Linked DNA regions of Mus musculus: region 1 is linked to region 2. A link is a contact called in public promoter capture Hi-C data. All regions are on one chromosome and are shown on one strand. Each heading gives the region's core, a stretch centred on a gene start, on an enhancer-like site or on the middle of the called end of the contact. The rest is flanking DNA. Distances are from core to core; before and after follow the strand shown.

Region 1 (4,142 bases), core at 1,225-3,724, 660 kb after region 2:
AAATACCTTGGTGTGACTCTAACTAAGGAAGTGAAAGATCTGTATAAGAACTTCAAGTCTCTGAAGAAAGAAATTGAAGAAGATCTCAGAAGATGGAAAGATCTCCCAATGCTCATGGATTGGCAGGATTAATATAGTGAAAATGGCTATCCTGCCGAAAGCAATCTACAGATTCAATGCAATCCCCATCAAAATCCCAACTCAATTCTTCACTGAGATAGAAAGGGCAATTTGCAAATTCATCTGGAAAAATAAAAAACCTAGGATAGCAAAAACGCCTCTCAACAATAAAAGAACCTCTGGTGGAACCACCATGCCTGACCTTAAGCTGTACTACAGAGCAACTGTGATAAAAACTACATGGCACTGGTACAGTGACAGACAGGTAGATCAATGGAATAGAATTGAAGACCCAGAAATGAACCCACACACCTATTGTCACCTGATGATACTTATAACAATATAGACATGTACATTCCACCCCTCAAGTATGCCCAGAGATATGCATATACAGAACCGTAAGGGCCATAAAAGGATATAGTCATAGTGTTTGTGGAAGAAATAATTGGCAACCCCAGTTCCCATCACTAGGGCAATGGGTAATGTAAAAGGTATGGAATCCGCATGTCTGTTAAGAACAGATGTGGAGTGGGGTCTAAAAGCATAAAACTGAGTAGCCTGGAAGGAATAAGAAAAAGAGCAAAGCGTCTAGAGCATGTTGCTATTGTTAAGAAAAGACACATGGCCCACTTTAGAAGGTGTTCCTCAAATTCTGATCTATGATTTAAAACACCTCATCTGCAGGGAGGGTGGTGGGGAGGATGGAGTGGATGCTGGTACAAAATGATGAGCCTTCTTTACACAGTGCCGTGCAAAAGGTGTGGTGGAAGATGCCGCCCTCTGTCCCTAAGGTTAAAAAGAAAACCAGCATCAAGGGTTCTTGCTGCATGTACATCACCCAAGCATAAGATGCATAAATGACAGAAATACAGAAGCAGAGTGAGACCCTGACTGAGACCGCACGGCCTGTCCTCGTCTACATTCCTGCACCCGTCGGGTCTCCAAGCCTTGGTGTCTGACGCTCACTCGCTGGAAAACATTTGCCATCTCCTTACCATAGCATTCTGTGGCCCAATGGTAAATTCTTCATAAAAGTTGGGGAGTGGATTAAGAGCCCTCTGATTTTTTTTTTTTTTTTTTTGGCCAGGTGTAGGAATCTGTAGTTAATTAGCAGCTCTGAACACTGGATAGTCGTTTCCAAGGTCCCCAAACAGCTGCATCTGATCAGCTGTGCAGTAGGTCCCTAAAGCTCACCCCCACCTCATCTGAGTAAAACTGTACCACTTGACACATACCTGGGATAAGTGTTTTGTTAAGGAGCTTGATTTAATCAGCCCACAATGCGAACACCCTGTATATCAAAACATCATGTTGTGGACCGGCACTGTAGCCCAGTGAGGGAACCCATGCATCAGAACCCATGCATCAGATGTATCAGGAATTGGATTTCATCCCCTGAACGAAGAAGACACAGCCATGCCACCACCATAGCCTGACACAGAGAGAGAGAAAGAGAGAGAGAGAGAGATCACCATGCCCACTAAATATCTTATATAACATTGTCCATTTTTAAAAGATGCCAATTTTTTTCTTTTTTTATGCTTAGTCATTATTTATTGGATATTTTCTTTATTTACATTTCAAATGTTATCCGTTTTCCCGATTCCCACCCCCCAGAAACCCCCTATCCCATCCCCCCCTCCTCGTACTTCTATGAGGGTGTGCCCCCACCCACCCACCCACTCCCACCTCCTCGCCCTCACATTCCCCTACACTGAGGCATCAAGCCTACTGCAGCTGTGGCTTCCTCTGATCTTAGGAAGTGTGGATTTTGTTTTGTTTTGTTTTGTTTTGTTTAAATCTTTTCATGCCACAACAATGTAGCTGCATTAACTCGGGGCACAGAATCAAGCTCTGTTATAGGGGGTCTCAGTATATGTAATTCTTTTAAATAAATTCTTATTTCTTTAGAGTAGAGTGCACTGTTATAATCCAGGGTGCATATGGGCATATTGGTTGGATTTTTTATAACTATGAAGTATTATTCAATAGATATTTAAGTGTCATGGAGCCTATAATTTAGAAGTACCCCTGCTTTGCATCTAACACTGCCTAGCCACAGCAATGTAATATTTGTCCTTTCTGCTTGTATAAAATTAAGCGTATGTATCAAACATTCACACTGAATAATGCAGCCATTATTACTCTGTGTGTTTCTGAGGAAAATCATGACTCACATGGACACCTCCACATAACCTGCCACTCATCAAAGCCAGCTCAATGCATTTAAGGCTTGCTGCAGTGGTTTTATACAAAAGATCTAGAAAACCTGCAGAGGAAAGGGGTTAGTCAGAGCCTTGAGCTTGCTCAGAGTCTGGAGGACGTCTTGTGCCTTTCCTACTGTGACTCACAAACAGAGCACTTCACGGAGGGGATGTTCCTCCCATCTGCTGTCCTGCCCTGTGGTAGAGTCCAGATCAGCAGATCTCACCCTGACTCCGGCTTCCTCTGATTGGTCGCCCTCTGCATCACTGCCATTGCCCTGAGAAACACGTGTCCTTGCCGCCTAAGAGCGTCATAAATCATGGTTTCCTCTTAAGGGATAGCTATTGATTTGGTCATTTGTGTCCCTTTTTCCCCTCTGGCTCACACTTTAGTGGGAAACCGTGGCTTCCTTTATGCAGTATGTTATAGCCAATCAGAAGGGCGGTCTGTGCTTCCCTGGTGTACAAAGAGAGGTGGCTATGGGTGAGGGATCTCACATGAGGATCTTATCCTGCAGAGAGTGTAATCAACAGATAAAAGCTTGAGCGGCTGCACATGCTAGCCAGACCTCATCAGAATTAGTCACTGCCTTTCCTGAGGCAGGGACAGCCAATCAGTACAGACGGAAAAACCAACACAGTCAAAGACAGTGTATTTGTGTTCCACTGTGTACTTAAAGCCAGTGAACACTCAGGTTTTGCTATAGTTACTGATTCAGCCTTTGAGGCCAAAATTATGCTATGAGGTTCATGTCCCGCCCCCAAAATGCTTATTTATATCCTTTCTGTAGCAATGACTCCTCTAACCCTCCTTACTATTTAGTTCACACACATGAACATGCACACACAGCACACACACACACAAACACGCACACACATGCATGTACATTTTTTAAGTAAAAAGGATATACTATTATAATATTTTAATTAACCCACTAATCATCTAAAATATAACCACTTAAACAGAATTTAACATGAAAAATTAGATATTTACATATTTTTTCTGCCAGTAAATCTTCAAATCTGGCAAGTTTACTAAACTTGTCTCAGTTTGCAATCAAATTTCCAGTTCCCAGTTCCCAGTTCCCAGTTGAAAGTGTAGATTCGGAGTCTCACTACCTGCATGGCAGTCTGGGATAGCTCTCCACTGCTCTCTGCATTGATTATTTGTTTTAGGGACACCAGGCCCTACATGTATGCGCTTCTTTTGGTGGAAGACAATCTCTGCAAGTGTTCCAACCATTCCCAATATTTTCTAAATATAAATTCATCAAAACTAACCAACCTTCTCATTCAGTACTGTAGTCCCACTGGCCACATTTTAAGTGCTTGGTAGCCATGGGCAGCTAGGGGCTGACATATTGGACAGCATAGATCTATCAGTCAAGATGCTTAAACACTTGGTAACAAACACACTCATGAAAAGATGGTACAAGAGGAGAGCCGAGCCCTGAGCCTTTGCCTACATCCTCTCCTGGATGGGAGCCCATCTCATTCGTGAGGTTTGTTGTTGGCTTTTCCCATAGATTTCCCAGTTGGGTCAGCTCCCCTCAACGATAAGCTGTTGGGGCACTCTGTCCTGCTCCTGTTTTTTGTTTTGTTTTGTTTTGTTTTTTTAGGTTGTTGCGCTATGTTCTCATTTTCCTCCTGTATCACTATTTCCAGTTCGCACTGGTTTTTTAAATGCCACGTGGCTATGAAATTGTCATTGGTGACCTCCAGCGCTGAGTCCTCAATAAGTATGTGTTAACTAATGGAATACATGGCCAGCTTTATGTGAAGAAGGCTAACGTGGTTGGAACAGAGAAATGATGTGTA
Region 2 (3,823 bases), core at 728-3,227:
GCAATAGCTTTGTAGTCCTTTCAGGAAAAATTTAAGCATATTTATGGTTTTCCCTTGTAGCCTGGGATGGCCTCAATCTCATGACCTCTCTTTCCTTAAATTTCCAGTGCTAGAATTACATGCGTGTACCACCACATTTGCCTTTAAGGCTGTATTAGTAACAATTTTTACAATCTGTAATGTGAGACATTTAGCCTGTCAGACTTTTAGAGGCATGAAGAATATGACAGGGTTTCCAGGCTCTTGGACTTATCTATACCTTGTCTCCCCTACATCTTTCTTTACTTTTCTTTCTTGCCCTTTTTCCATTTCCTCCCCCCCCCGCACCCCCCCTCCTCCACCGCCCCGTTTAAGAAGTCTGTTCACTTCAATTGCTTTCACTTTGGTGGGTGCCACGTGTACTGTGTCTATTATTATACTTCCAGCTCTAACCACCACACCCTGGACATAAGAAACTTTTTGGAGTGTTTCGTAAAGATATGAACAAAGGCTCTATATTAAGCCAGTGGAAGGTAACTCTAGAAGCCCAGCTTTAGATGTGGAATGAAATCTTAGTTTTCCAATTGATTCAAGTTGTTTAGAGCATGTTCTTTGTGTGAAATGGGAGCAATCCCTATTTTATAACAACGATGAGACTCTAACCAGGTACTTTTTTAGTTTATGAAAAGTACTACTGAACATATAGTGTTTTAAGAGATGGCTCATCGGTTAAGAGCACTTCAGTTCTTCAGAGAATTCAGATTCAGTTTCCACTTACATGGCAGCTAACAACCATCTTACGTAACTCCAGTTCCAGAGGATCCCCCACCCTCTTCTTGCTATTCCTTGGGCACTGTTCTGTACATGTAGTGCACAGCAGCACACACACACACACACACACACACACACACACACACACAGAAACAGAGAGCGCACAAAAACAAAAGGAGTTATGTACCAATTGCTCTCTTTACGACATTTCCACATAAAACAGTAAGACAAGTCATAGACTATTACGGAAGTGCTATGGGCGTTCAGAAGAGAGATATGACATATGTTTGAGAGAATCAGGAAAGGAGGTGGCATATGAATGATCCTTGAGGTATAATTAGGATTTCAAAATTTAAAGTGGGTAGGTATATCCGGGCTAAACTAAGACCATGAGCAGGGGTGTCAAAAGCGATTCAGTACAATCGAAGGGTAAGTTACTCTAGGCTAACACAGGGATAGAGTTGTGTAGGTGAAATGGGGTTGGGCCATACTGGAGGCTGATTTAGGGGCAGGTGTATGGCATAAGAGGAAGATTACTGCAGCAGAAACGCCAGAAGCAGAAGGTGTAAGCACCCGAGAGTGGGAAGACCAGTTAGGAGAGGTTATTGCAAGTTTGAGTTAAGGGCTTGATAAAGGCCTTCAGCCAGCAGGAGAGCAGAGGGAATTCAGAGACGACACTGGAGAGGGACTCTTCAGCAAGAATCCAGTGTGCGACAGGTGACCTAGATAGCCGGAGCCATTAGCACTGATGGGTATGTCACAGGGGGTTTGGGCTGCAAGTCCCTGCCACATTTCGTTTTCTTTTTTAAATTCCTCTTTTTTTTTTTTTCAGAGCTCTACTACTTCCCCACAGATCTCTCTACTAACTGGGCTTTTTCTTTTCAACCTTAACCCGCGTTCACGCTCCAACTCTAACACGGTGGCCTCCCGTGGTCTTCCCACGGGGGCAAGACCCTGCAGGTCAAACTCTGAGTTCGGGGTACTCCACCCGCGGCATCCCCTGTTCCCCGCGCGGGCGGCGTCCTTGCAGGCGCCCCTCGGCTCGGAGACCAATAGGAAGGCCGCGATGCTGGGACCCGACCCGTCATTGGTTGGCTCTGCCGTGGTGAGAGATGGTGCGGTGCCCGTTCTCCGCCCGGGTGCGAGCAGTGGGCGGTTGTTAGGGAGACCGTTCGTGACGTAGGCCGTCAGGCTGAGCAGCCGCCCGACGATTGGCTAGGGGATCGGACGATCCTTCCTTATTGGCGGCCCGCTGGCGGCCTGGAGCGTGCGTAAGCGCAGTTCCTTCCGCCCGGGGCTCCGTTGGCTGGAGACGGCAGCTGGGCCGGCTTGGCCTCCATTGAGATCCGGAGGTGAGCTGGCGGACGCTGGGGACCGGCGGGACAGCGGGTCTCGCGCTCCGCCTGGGCTCACGAGGCGGCTGCGAACCGAGGGGACCGCGAGGACACGTCCTTGAGGCCCGGCGGCAGGGCGGCGGCCAGGGAACCCGTGGGCCGGGTGGGCCTGAGGGCCAGTGCAGCGACGGGGCGTCCGTGGGTTCAGTCCGGAGGGCGCTGTGCTGACCCGGCGGTCACGGTCATCCGTGTACGAGTGCCTGGCAGAGGGGACAGCGGGAGCCCTAGAGAACAAGGGTTCACGCCCAGGCGCTGCCTTGCGGCAGGACCCGTCTTTAAAGTGATGGAGATGTAGGCTGCAAATTGACCCGATCCGCGTGGGTACGGCAGGTTGTGCTCTTCCTAGTGGGCCCGGAGGAGGATGCGAGGTCTGTACAGGCACAGCTAGCCCTCCGAAGTCGGTCTCTCGACCTTTATGTTATAGTCTTTCTCCTAAGGGGCGTAGTCTCATTGATACTGATGTCAATTTACCTTATGCACCTATTGGAATTATTTGGTTTGAATGAAGAAAATGGCCTTAGAGGTTCGCAAGTAAAACAGTAGACTTCTGAGGTTGGGCGAAGTTAATAGTCTTTCATCGAAAGCGGACAGATGGAAATCTTTCCTCTCTTGAGGTTGTATCTTTTCGGGCTAAGGCCTGTAAAGGCACAGGAAACGTCTGTTACTGGCTCTTTACTTACAAAGTCGTTGTGTACAATTAAAGCATCACACGAAGTAGGGAATACATTTTGTTTGGTTACTTGTGATTTATTTGTATTTTATTTATCGTAGGGCAAAAGTCTTGGATCTACATTGGGCTGCGTTTTGTGGGCTTACTTGGTCGTAGTGCCTTTCTAGAACTTGACCAGGCAAGATAAAGGGTGTGCTTGCTCACACTGCTATATTTTTGTCTAATTTGTAGACTGTGAGCTATATTCTGGGATCAGTTTCTGAATCCTTAAATCTATCTTGAAATTGTGCTTTTTTTTTTTTTTTTAAGTTCTTAAAATAGTAGTTCTTTATGGTTCCACTTAATACTTTGGTCAGAGAACTTGACCATGAAGAGGAGATGGACTTAGAAACTGGTAATGTATGGTAAAGTTGGGTACAGAACTTGTTTTCTGTGCAAGGTGATGATGGCCCCCTTTGATGGATGGGTAGGTTAAGAATGCTGAGTGTTCATCCTGTTGGGATTAGACGTGGCTACAGTGTAGGATTAGGGGGTCTTACCCTCAAAGGGACAACCTGCACATATCAGTGTAGATATTTTCTAATCAAAGAGTGGGTTGTGTACTACCGGAAGAATGAATGGACTGGAAGAATCTCAGAGAAGCCTGTCTCTTGGCAGTGGTTGGTGGTTCTATTCCTAGATAGAATTAGAATTTAAGTCTGGTGAGTTTAAATTTTCAGCCATTTGAGGAGTCTGTGAAATGTTTGCTGTATACTGTATTTGGATAAGTAGGCAAGTTCTTTTATTGCAGCGCAGCAGAAAAGGGACCTTCCGAGCTTTCATAAACTGCTACACCGGTGTCACTTTGCCTAGTCACAGAGAAATGGGAGGTGCTCCTGAGAGACAAGTTTATAATTACGGTTACTTTTGACATACCTTTGTAACACTGCTCAGTTTGTAGTTCCAGGTAGGTGTGGTTCTCTGTGCTTGGTTGGATTGTGGAACAGGATTTTGTGTAATTTTTTCCCCT

The links. Promoter capture Hi-C pulls out the DNA fragments that hold promoters and counts their contacts.
Region 1: a promoter capture Hi-C map of hippocampal neurons shows a contact between it and region 2, with 3 times the contacts expected there. The contact joins the enhancer-like site here to the promoter of Hmgcr in region 2. A contact is called at or near these places in 3 of 39 promoter capture datasets (cranial neural crest, embryonic stem cells and hippocampal neurons), 6 of 115 datasets of contacts at active chromatin or transcription factors (SST interneurons, embryonic forebrain, embryonic stem cells and 3 more) and 1 of 9 other capture datasets (liver).

The regions. Positions count from the first base shown.
Region 1 is chr13:96,009,718-96,013,859 of GRCm38.p6, reverse strand. The region is part of intron 4 of Sv2c (synaptic vesicle glycoprotein 2c); the gene reads left to right. Among named protein-coding and RNA genes, the nearest start is that of Gm24032, 110 kb to the right of the region's middle. Within about 2 kb of position 2,474, at least 75 of the 459 cell types and tissues checked have an H3K27ac peak or open chromatin away from gene starts, as enhancers often do. A contact at or near this core is called in SST interneurons, hippocampal neurons, neural tube and 1 more, where this site is marked.
Region 2 is chr13:96,669,090-96,672,912 of GRCm38.p6, reverse strand. It overlaps Hmgcr (3-hydroxy-3-methylglutaryl-Coenzyme A reductase), which reads left to right and starts at 1,977. Exons shown (of 20, transcript NM_008255.2): 1 at 1,977-2,102.